Linked DNA regions of Drosophila melanogaster: region 2 is linked to region 1. A link is a contact called in public Hi-C data. All regions are on one chromosome and are shown on one strand. The core of a region is the stretch at or near the end of the contact, and the rest is flanking DNA. Distances in the headings are between cores, read along the strand shown.

Region 1 (5,826 bases), core at 1,050-3,549:
GCGTACTTTTGTATTTCCTCCATTGGTGACCCAAAATTGACAATTGTATAATCAAAGCACAACTGTTTTCTGGCCAAATCGAATCTTATAATCCATATATGTACGTACAGATGTACGTAACCCACCACATTAGCTAATCGCAGACCAAAAGTCTCTTGTCTGTCTGCCATTTGTGGCACATGCACCCAGTATTTCCCAGACTGCCTGGAGTTTTTCTTTCTGGTTTTTATCTTTTTTGCTGCCTGTGCATTGCTTTACAATTGCAGAACACGTTCGCATTGCCGTAATGCAGGCTTTTTACGTTTGGACAATTTTTCAGAGCTCAAAACTTTGGCCTACATGCATAGGAACTGATTTTTGGGGAGGAGCCAATAAGAAGGCTTAAGAAAACTTTAACTAACTGCCTATTTAGCTGGCCAGTGATACAGACAAGCGAAATCAGTTACTATCTTAAGCGTGCTAATTATAATGAATTCTCATTATAATTTTTTAATTGCCTAGTGATTCAGCCTCACCTTAGCTGAGTAAAGAACTGAATCGCTTAGGAGAGGTGACAGGTGCTTGGCGATTCTCCGCTAATCAGCTCGGATGAAACCGAGATATCTTATCAGCCTAGACAACCCTACGTGCCAACTACTTGAATTTAAATAACAATTCTAGAGATTTAATCTAACAAGGCATTGCGCAATACAGCTGCGGTTGATTGAGCGAAACCCAAGATGGGCTATCACTAAAACGATCCACCACAAGACTAGGAAACTGGGAAAGGAGAGCCTCGGAACACATTTCGTTCGCAAGGTGGCCCATCTGACGACAGTTGGCTTTGTCGGGTGGTAATGCAAAACCGTAAACAAATACAAGGGAACCTCGATAACCGCTATGGGTGCTATTAAGTCTTAAGGTCGAGCATTAGAACCTTAGAGATAAATAAAGAATGTTTCAATGAATTACGAGTATTAACGTGGGATAAGCTTTTTCCTTGCCACTATAATCGAATGATGACTTTGAACGGAATTACCGATATTTAAGATTGGCTTTTGCTAACAGAAATTGCACTTAGGGGAGCTCGACTGTGGTGTGATAATTGAATCCGCCTGAAAGTGTTGGGGCAGAAAACCACTTTTGACTCATGATCCGCGCGACGGGAGCACGACTTGGGAATAAGCCAGTGACTGTGACAAAACTTCTCCGCAAGTACTTGTGAGTCATGCCCCATTGCCCAGGGGGGCAGGGGAGGGGTGGGTTGGCTGCAGGAGGGGCTGCAGTAAATGCAATTTAAATGATCATTAGGCGCATGAGTTTTATGTTGCCATTTAATGAGACGCAAATGCGGTGAGATGCCTGGGAAAGTGGCCGTTGCAGGTGAAAGGAGTGTAAAGGTTGGCGCAAATTGAAAGCCCTAAAATAGTTTTGCAAACTGATTTCTGTTTTTGAATTATCTTGTGTAATAGATATACATTTACAAACGTTTGTAATGTATACAAGTGTGTCTAGTACACTGTATTTATTTAATAATCTAGAGATGATCGTTACTTATCATAAACTATTATTATTGCAACGGATTTTGCTCAGGTGTTTTCAAAAACAATAAACAAAATGTTGGCTTCCTTTTCGCCATATTAATATAATTTATATTGCGCCTTAAAGTGGCTCTGGACAAAAGTAAATATTGCTCGGCGGCCTTCACTTACGTATTGAAGGTCTTCTGGTAGTCCTTGATCTGGTTACGGGAGAACTCGGGGAAGTCGGTGTAGACGTTGACCACTTTGTAGGTGCGACGCACCTCGATGCCCGCCTCCTGGGACTCCATGATCTCCTGGCGCCGATTGAGGATGTGCGTCAGCTCGGAGCTGTCCGTGTTGGTGGTGCTGCTGGGGCTGTCCACGCTGTCCTTGTTGGAGGCGGATGAGGCGTTCGAGGAAACGGACATTGTGTCGCTCCTTGTTGACTCGCTTTTTAGTGTGCTGGAATTTCCCTTTCTGCCCTTTTCTGCTGCCTTCTCACTCTCTCTTCCTTTTGGCACACCCACGCAAAAAGGACCGTAAAAGAGATGTCCGGATACACACACAAATGCGGCGATGCGCCAGGAAAACACACACGGACTCGTTGCACGTAAGCTTTTGTCGTGGGGAGTGGCCCTGAGTCCTTTTTTGGCTTTGAAAAAACAGTTGCAAGGTGCGTTTGAATTGCCGGTCTTTTTTTTTTTTTTTGCTGCAAATTGGCTTTCTTATTGGACAACTGGTGTTCCGCTTCGACCGCCGCGACTACCGAATCTTCTGAACGCTGAGAGACGAATGAAAGTGCGACCGTGACACGAGCGTTCAAATATACCAGCGGGCGCGGCGGCATTTTTCGAGTGACCGTGTGCTGACAAATACCAAAGTCAGCTGAATTTCGAGGCAATATATATACCTTACAATTTTTTTAATTCATTCTGTTACTAATAATGTATATAATCATTATTTAAAGCTAGCTGATGAACAGACGGTTTCAAATTTTACGAAAGTTTTTAACTTTCTTAAGCAAAATATGTAACCGAATATTTATTGTATGTTTATATAGTTATAATATAATTATATAATTAGTTTGATCACAAAATCAATCTTTGTATAATTTTAATGTTGTTCCCAATAAAATATTTAAATTTAAGATTCTTAAATATATTACGGCATATGAGGTATACAGACAACCCTAAACTATCGTCCAAAGCTCCCAGCCCTAGGTGTGCCCGCATTTTGATAGCAATTTAGCAAAATTTTGTAGAAAATTGTACCGACTGTGATTGTAATTCGTAATTGTTCAATAAAAATGGGCAGTAAACTGTTTAACAAACTCTTGCTAATTGCCGGATTTGCCAGCCTGGCACATGCTGCTTTTTCTGCTGCCCATCGTAAGTTTTCGTCACTGTTGTGGTAAATAAACTTTGGACCACTAAGTGCCGCATTTACTCCACAGATCGCACCTATTTGAGGCTGACGGAGCAGGAATGGAATAGCCTTCCATTGGACGTAGGTTTCGGTGCATTTAGGGTGCTTGCATGGTTACTCACGAAAAGTTTTCCTTTATCAATCCTTAGATTATCCTGCAGACCGTCATCAGTTTGGTGATTGTGATTTACAACATCATCGAGATCGTTGGCAACTTCAAGGAAATTCGCGCCACCGTGGACATGCAACAGAAAACTTGGGACACCTTGGGCAACTTCCCCTCGTTCTATTCCTTCAATCACCGTGGTCGTGCCTTAAATCCTGGATATACGCCCCCGGAATAAGAGACCTTTCTTTTAAGTTCTGCTATCCTTTTATTTATAGTCTCAGCAAGTTACAATATAGATAACGCTAAAGATCAACCAAACTCCGTAACCTGCATTCGAAAATTTGATGGATATTGCGGAACTCTTGCCTTGCAACAAGGACAATGCCTTGGCCTCCAGCTCATAGCTGGCTCTTAATTCCCGGCCAGGACTATTATTGCATGCCTGACTGTGACAAGTGCGACAACTGTCGAAGTGGTTACTCCTTAAGAGACATTCGTAGTATAGCTCGGGATTGGAACGACATCCTCTTACAATTTCTTTACTGTTGATGTCAAAGTACTCCAAGCAGGCCAATTCTTGATCCTCCGGCTCATTTGCTCGAGCCGGACAAGGCATAGCCGTTTGTCCCCTGGAGATCTCCTCGCAGTCCTGCACTCCCCTACACTGATGACACCAGAGGCGCTCCTCCGGAAATGATCCTTTGTTGCAGAAACTTCCTTCGCATAGTCGACAACTGGCCACATTTGCGGAAGCACAGCTGAAGTCCGATTTTTGGCAACCTCTCGCAGTGGTGGCGTTGTTAAAGGAAACAACCACACATGGTGCAGCCGGTTCATCGCATTCTTCAATGTAGATTTCGCCAGGACTTTCCCAATTTGCACAGCCTGCTCCCGCTTGATCCGTGCTGCATTGGTAGCACCGGGTGAAATCCTTACTATTACACCCAGCGCCTTCATCGCATTCATAGCACTTGGTGATTTGAGGATTTTCCGGCGGTGCTCCACAGCCTCGCTGAATACTCCAGTTGGAGTACTCACAGGAGAAACAGGAAGAGGCCTCAGCGGAGCTACAAGTGCTATTAGCTATAGCCGTAATATTTGTCCGGCAAAGTTCCTGATCCACGGAGTTGCATGTAAAACACTTCTGCTGCGTAATGCATCCTGCGTTGCAGTGGTCACTGGTATTACACTTTTCTAATTGCTCTACATACGGCTCCAAATCTGTTGGAATTTTAGTAGAACATCCTCTGACAACGCGGCTTAGTCTGCGAAAGCTGAAGCAGTACTTATCCTCTTGCTCACCCAACAGAACATCCTGCTGGCATTCCTCGTATAAGCTAACATTGCACCTGCCGGTGTTGACCTGAAAGAGATCTATCTTGCAACCCCGGCCGATTGCTGAATCGCAGGTGGCGCAGACTTGGGTCCAAGCTCCTTGCTCCTCATTGCAGCCATTGATCTCACACAGTTGGGCGGAAGTGGACAGCGTGTGATTCTGCTCGGAGGTACAACCTCTGTAGGCATCTGAAGAACTTATGACATCCGTGTAGCACTGATCCTCTTCCAAATGATAGCGACAGGGTTTTGGTTTGGATGCTGGAGCTGCCACGCATTCCTGTCCAGCGCAATGATGGCACTTAAGTCGTCCCGGCGGATAGACACCCGCATTGCACAGGTTCGTTGAGCAAGTCTTTGAGTAAGTCGCTCCGATGATGGGGGTTTCTGCTCCGCAGCCGCGGTATGTAATGGAGTCCACTAATTTGTGTGCGATTAATGGTATAGAAAATCGGAGTTACTAAATATTTCAAATATGTATCAATCAATATCAATGGTCTTTACCTTTGAAATATTAATGAATTGCAAAAATAGATTCTATAAAATGGCCGACTATCCGTCGATTTAGAAACAATTACAAATCACATTTAGGTTCACTTACCAATGGACATGGCACACGTCAGCTCGGTAGCGCACTCCTTGTAGGGAAGAACTCCCACTTCTCCGAGGGTCTGGGAACATTCCGGCAGGGCAATGGAATCGCAGTGGTAGCAAACAATGCCAAAACAACGGTCTGCTATTAAAAAAAAAAACCCCTCTAAGGTTACAACGCATTTTTCCGTGGGAAATCGCAGGTAGCTCACATCTCAGGAGGACCAGGAAAAGGAGGAGCAGGTGGTGGAAGCTTGAGTGGCGATTTGTCTGCAGTCCACGCATTTTGACAGCTCATAAAGAATGTAGTGCACCTTTGTTTGCAAAATTGGAATCCCTAATCTGTTTATGACTTATCAGACAATATAACAATGAGTTGATATAGGCGAACTGTTGATAAGGATAAGCTGGAAAAAGCCATTTAACTTTAAAATAACCAAACATTATCATTTAAATAAAAAGTTACACTCGCTAAATGTGTTCTTAAATTGCCACCATAAAAAACTTACGTTGGTAGAAATTCTTCAATTATTTTAAGGCTTAAAATAGAGAGTTGCTTGATGTCCTAACGAAATCCTTTCGATATAGATAATTTCCCAACCACAGTTGTAAGGTTACCCAACTTTATTCCGGCATATGCATAATGGCCAAAAATGTCATGACCATAATGTGCTCTGTGCCTTGACCCCATTATCGGAGTGTCCCATAGGTTCCATCGAAACGTTCACATCATCAATAATTTAAGGGCTCGCATTTGTTGCGGGAAAGTCTGGAGCTACTCAAAAGTGTGGGTCAAGGGTCCGGCGACCGCCCCAACATATCGATTTAATTTAGAGACCGGATAATTGCGTGACAATCAGCGGA
Region 2 (5,551 bases), core at 2,763-5,262, 590 kb after region 1:
ATGAAACCCAGACGAGTTCGGCCCCACTGCAGATTTCATGGAACTGGCCGAAGGTTGAGGATGCGGATGCGATGCGCAGGCGCGCAAGTAAACAACATTCCATTCCTCGGGAAATTTCTTCTGGCCGCTCGAGAAGCGCGCCAAAAATAAAGCTCCGACCGATGTCGTTGCCATAAATATTGCTATTTTGACTTTCCAGATTCTCGCGATTCAACGCCCCTTGAAATGGGAGCAACTTGCTGGAGATTCGCGTATCAGGGCTGGAAGAGGGTTTCTCCAATAACTGCACATTCACTCAAAAATATGGTAAAAAGGTGTGCTGCAGCTTCGAGAGCTCCCAAGAGGTAACTTTATGTTATAAAATTACATATATTTATTTTATGTATATATTCTGGGAAAATCCATACGCGATCTAAAACATTTGGGGCGCGGTTTTCACAGGTAAATGAGATTTTGGAATTCCTTTACTGAAATGCCAACGTCGATGTCGTCGATTTTTTCAAAAAATCACAAACATCGATGTTTTTCGAGGAATCATCGATGTTTCTCCACCTCTAATAAGGCGGATTCGACCTATGTACATGTACTGCATGTATGAAAGCGGCACAACTACCCGTTTCCGGTGGGCAGTCGGTCCGCAATGTGGGCCGCAGACACCATTCCACAGCCAATTGACGTCACAAGCGACACAACAGCAACAACCTGGCACACGCTTTCTGGGTTATGTCGGAATGCATCCAAAAGCGGGAGAAAAGTAGAAAAAGGCAGGAAAAGAAAGAAACCAAGAGTCACCCGGATGGCAATTCGATTCTGGTGAGATTTGGACAATCAATCGGCTTAGTTCACAGCCCAGCGGGACGGGACTCAGTGCTACAGGTTCAACTGTACAATAATACCAAGAAGATGACGACGATGACGATGACGATGATGATGGGGGATGGGCGATGGGCAAAATGTTAATGGATTGCCCTAGGACCTGCCCTCATTCCGTTTGCCATCTTCGTCGCTTCGCTTCTGCATTTGTGCATTCCCATTCCCAATCCGATTCCCCCATCAAGTTGTGCTTCTTTGCCACACCGCTTTTCTGCCCCTTTTGCGGTGTTCTGTTGCTTTGTTGATGTTACAATTGTTGCACTTGTTGTGTGCGGCTTAGGACGTTGAACCACAGCCGGCAGAAATGCAGAAATGCACGCAACTGAGTGGCAAGTGTACAGCTGCAGTCACAGCACTAGCAATGCTTTGCGAAGGATTCCTCCAGACCGCTTTGTAATTGGTTTTCTTTCGCGTAATTTGGCCGATATTAGTTAGTTCATATCTGCAATCTAAATGTTACGAACCAGCAGAGTTCCTAGAGCCCTAGAGACATTAATGTACTTTTAATTGCCCCACTGTATGAATTTTTTTCAGTGCATTCTTGCAATTTGCTAACGTTTTTACCGCCATTACCGTCATTGTCGTATATATTTGTATGCTCATTCGGAAAGCCAATTCGAAGGCAATGCTAATAAAATCAATAAACAACATTACTGTCACGCACACATACATACATACATATGCATATAGCTTGGATGTCCGGTTGAAACGATGACGATGAAAGGTCACGACGAAGAATTTTTCGCCAATTGCCTGGTGGGTCGCACAGTCTGGGTCGCGAGACGTCTGACTAGACAACATGCAAATAGTAACGGTAATCATTAGACGCACACACTCGCACCTATTTGCATGCACACTCTCTCTGGCTGTGGTTCTGGTCGTGGGCCCCCATATTTCATCTATCTCGCGGCCGCTCTTTCTTTCGCTCACCATTTTCTATGCTGAGTTCGACGGCCTTCTTACGTAAAATCAACAACAACGCTCTGCGGTATTTCTCTTCTAATAAGCGGGTGCTTGGGGCTTGGGGTTGGGGGGATGTGCACTCGCCGACAGAGTTGCCATATCTAGCCAGACATCAAACTCGTTTTCACTGTTTTGGCTCCACACACACACACACACACGCATGTGAGTGGCTTTGCAACTGTACAAGAACAATAAGTAGGGGCAGCATAAAAGCAACAACACACGGCGCAGACGCCAAGCAACCGCTCCCCTCCCAACGCTCCACTCAATGTTTGTCTGTCTGTCCGGAACGTCTGTTTATGTATGCTTTAGGCGTATACATGCATGAGTGTGTGTGAGCAATTTTTATTTTTCTGAATGTAAAGGAAGTGGCACGTACTGTACTACTCAACTCACCGCTGCCGCAACAACAAGAGCAGTGACAGCCGGATCAGGCTGGGAATTCGAATAAGAGCGGAGCGCGTCGCATTCGGATGTTCCGATTCCCCATCGTTCCCAGCCGCAAAGCGGTCAGCGTTCCAATGCCAACGGCACAGTGGTTGCGATGCGTAAGGTAACGTGCTACGGAACCGAAACTCGCGGATGATCGTAAGTGGGAGATATGTACGTGGGATAAGAGCGAAAGTAGACGGATATCCGATTTGCAAAAAGATGTAGTATTAATTTAAAATGTTTAGAATAACAAAAATAAGCTAACAAAACTATAACCATGACAAACTATGACGATAACAATATATTTGCTATGCGTTACGATTTACAAACTTTGAATACTTTTTAAAAGATGCTTATTTAGGATCGATCCATTGTGCAGCGAGATGAGCGGAACGAAAGGCGAAAGGGACGCTGGTTTGCGTCTCCGCTGTACGCCAGACAGACAGACAGACAAGACGCCGCAATATTATAAACAGGAAATGGAATTTACCCACACGGATGCAGCGCGGTGAAGTGTGTGTCTGTGTAAATTGCTGATGAGCCGACAAACGGACGTGGTGCTCAATTGACAGATGAGCACGAGAGAGACAGGCAGAGCATAGCACACCGCCGAATGAGCGAAGGAGAAGGCCAGAGCGCGCTTCAAAGTTGATTGAAATCAATATACGTACATACGTATGTATACACACATAGCGTGCCGGTGTGAGTGTGCTAAGACCGCTCGTGGAATGTTTGAAAAACGCGGTCAAGCGACGGGAAGAGCAAGAATGTTGAACTCTGGAAGTGGGAAGAAGTTTCTGTAAATAGAAGCCAGGTGGAAGGGGCTTTTGCACCTGCCACGCCCAGCAGCCCCTGGAATCAATTAACATGTTGCACAACTGCAGCGGCTCCTATATACATAGTTCATATAATGTACTTGTGATACAGTGACTTACGCACACAGAGGTGCAATTGCAGATGGCGACGAGTGTAGCGTGTAGTTTTTCTCGGAAATGAGCAATGAATGAAATTCGGTTGTTTTCAGTACTCACACGCACACGAACGCAGATGCATACACTCGCAATTTGGAGCAAGAGAGAAAGTCTGCACGACATGCGCTCTGGCGTTTGTGTGTATACAATTTGCTTACTTTTTGCGCTACAATTGGCAAATAAAACAATAGCGCAATTTTACGCAGCACTTTAGCTTACTAACCCACATTGATGGCTCCACAAAGCGAGCAAAATAATTTGTCTGCCTAATTGAAATAAAATAAATAAAACTAAGCAGAAAAAATGTCGGCAAAAAACAAGGCGCAGCTGTATTGTGCGCTAGTGTGTGTAAAAAGGAGACGGCCATAGAAAAAAAAAACACATATACACACAGGAGAATTTACTGCTGCTTGCGGCGCCCACACACACATACACAAAAACACTCGCCTATTTAGTACAGCAACTGCGTAAATTCAATAAAAATAGTCATCTGGAGTAAAAAAACCCAGTTTCCTGTCTTCATTTCCCTTTTTCCGTGAAGGTACACAGTCACTACTGTTATAATTTAGCACACACACTCGCGCATTTATGTATGCATTTGGGTTGCTTTCATTTGGATGTTTATCACTTACTTTACCACTTACTTTGGGATTTAGCTCTTCGTTTGTCGCACTTTTTTGGCCTGTTTTCATGCCATTTTCTTTTTGAAAAACTGAAAGAGTACAATTCGTTGTGTCGCGTCTTAAATGAACAAGTGTTGCCAGACTTTAGCTGGAGGGAGATGACACTATCGCGAGGCAGCATAAAAATCAGTGCTGTAAAGCGAAATTAAAAAAAATATCTGATAACTTTAATATTAGTTTATTTGTTTACTGAATTTTACATTTTCTTATGTACTATAAATAAAAATCAATTCATAAATTTATTTGAGAGGAGTAAAACAAGAAGAATCCACCTAAACATTACAGACTTAAGTTCTAAATATCCCAAACGTTGTTTAATTTCTATTTATATTTGTAACGATTAGTTAGTTATTAGTAATAATGAAAGAACTAGTGATAAAATCCATTTGTAATCACTGCTAGAATTGGCTTGAAAATAGCTAGACTGACGTTAACAATACTGTTACCAGTTGGCATTTCCTGATCCGGCAACTCCACACGACGCCATTTCAAAACAAATGCGCGGCAACGATTTTATTTTACCCCGCAACATTTAGTGAGAAGTCGCAAAATAAGTCAGATTATTTGATTAAAATGGGAGCAAAGGCAACAAAAATGGAAGGTGAATATCTGCCGGATACGCCGACACTAAACAAAATGCGCCTGGCCAGCGAAAAGCGAGAACAAATGGAAATGACGACGCCGAATCGAGAGCAAAACAACGCTTTGCTCGATCCTCGATCACCAAATGGCTGCCGCACGCCTTTAACCGTGAGTTTATAGGCATTAGGTATTTTTTGATATTACTAACCCTAGTAATGATGGCTGCGTTGTAGTTCTTGCAGGCGTCAAAACCTCGCGTTGAGGAGGAGGAGCAGCATGTGACCACCAGTGAAAATGCCTTCTCCATGCTGCGAAAACGTTTGCTCAAGGGCTTCTCCCTGAACGATCCTCGCTCTCCTCAGCTGAATCGCACTCCACTGGTCCTCGATGAGGTTCGTTCGCTTAATATGGATGACACATTCGCCGATCTCTTCGTGGACACCAGGGTGGGTACAGCACAGAGAGCAGTGCCTGCATCACCGCCCCAAGTGGATTTAGAGGAGAGCTGCGATAGCTTCGGCACACCGCCGTCTGCTGCACACAACAATATTTCCCTGGAGATTGTTTCACTGCCCTATGATCAGGAAGAAACCTTGCCTTGCGAGCAACAGCTGCTGCCGTATCAGGAGCCGAATCTGGAGCAGGGCCAGGTGAAAATGGCCACGCCCCCGCCAGAACAGCAGCCCCATGGTGATCCCCGATCGCCCAGCCTGGGCGTCGATCGCACACCCATCATCTTCTGCGACGACGAGGAGGAGGAGGCACGCGAGGCCCAGATGCTGGAGCACATCCTGGAAACACTGACCCTGAATCTCAGCACTGGCAGCAGCATGGCCTCCTTTGTCGCTGGCGAGGAGCAGCTACCAGAAGTGCCGTCGAACAAACATTTGGAGCGAGTGCGTTTGGGTCACAAGCGTCGTGTGCCACCGCGCAAGCCCGCCAGAGCCAACAAGCCAAAGATCTATGTTGACCAAGAGGAGGGGTCCCCGGTGACCGGAGGATCCATTACGCCCAAGACAAACAGTACCCCCCTGTCCGCACAAAAGC

The links. A called contact is a pair of places that touch in the nucleus more often than the background predicts.
Region 2: a Hi-C map of the Kc167 cell line shows a contact between it and region 1, with 8 times the contacts expected there. The contact joins the promoter of spi here to the promoter of Swip-1 in region 1.

Annotation. Positions count from the first base shown.
Region 1 is chr2L:18,984,981-18,990,806 of dm6, forward strand. It overlaps Swip-1 (Swiprosin-1), which reads right to left and starts at 2,300. Exons shown (of 2, transcript NM_001299150.1): 1 at 1,692-2,300. The coding sequence starts at 1,930. It overlaps EMC5 (ER membrane protein complex subunit 5), which reads left to right and starts at 2,727. Exons shown (of 3, transcript NM_136082.4): 1 at 2,727-2,890; 2 at 2,956-3,008; 3 at 3,077-3,351. The coding sequence starts at 2,809. The coding sequence ends at 3,271. It overlaps CG15170, which reads right to left and starts at 5,253. Exons shown (of 3, transcript NM_136083.2): 1 at 5,175-5,253; 2 at 4,973-5,107; 3 at 3,288-4,791. The coding sequence starts at 5,247. The coding sequence ends at 3,314.
Region 2 is chr2L:19,573,303-19,578,853 of dm6, forward strand. It overlaps spi (spitz), which reads right to left and starts at 4,013. Exons shown (of 3, transcript NM_134291.5): 1 at 3,884-4,013. msb1l reads left to right here and starts at 4,399. Exons shown (of 2, transcript NM_136147.4): 1 at 4,399-4,672; 2 at 4,738-5,551. The coding sequence starts at 4,496.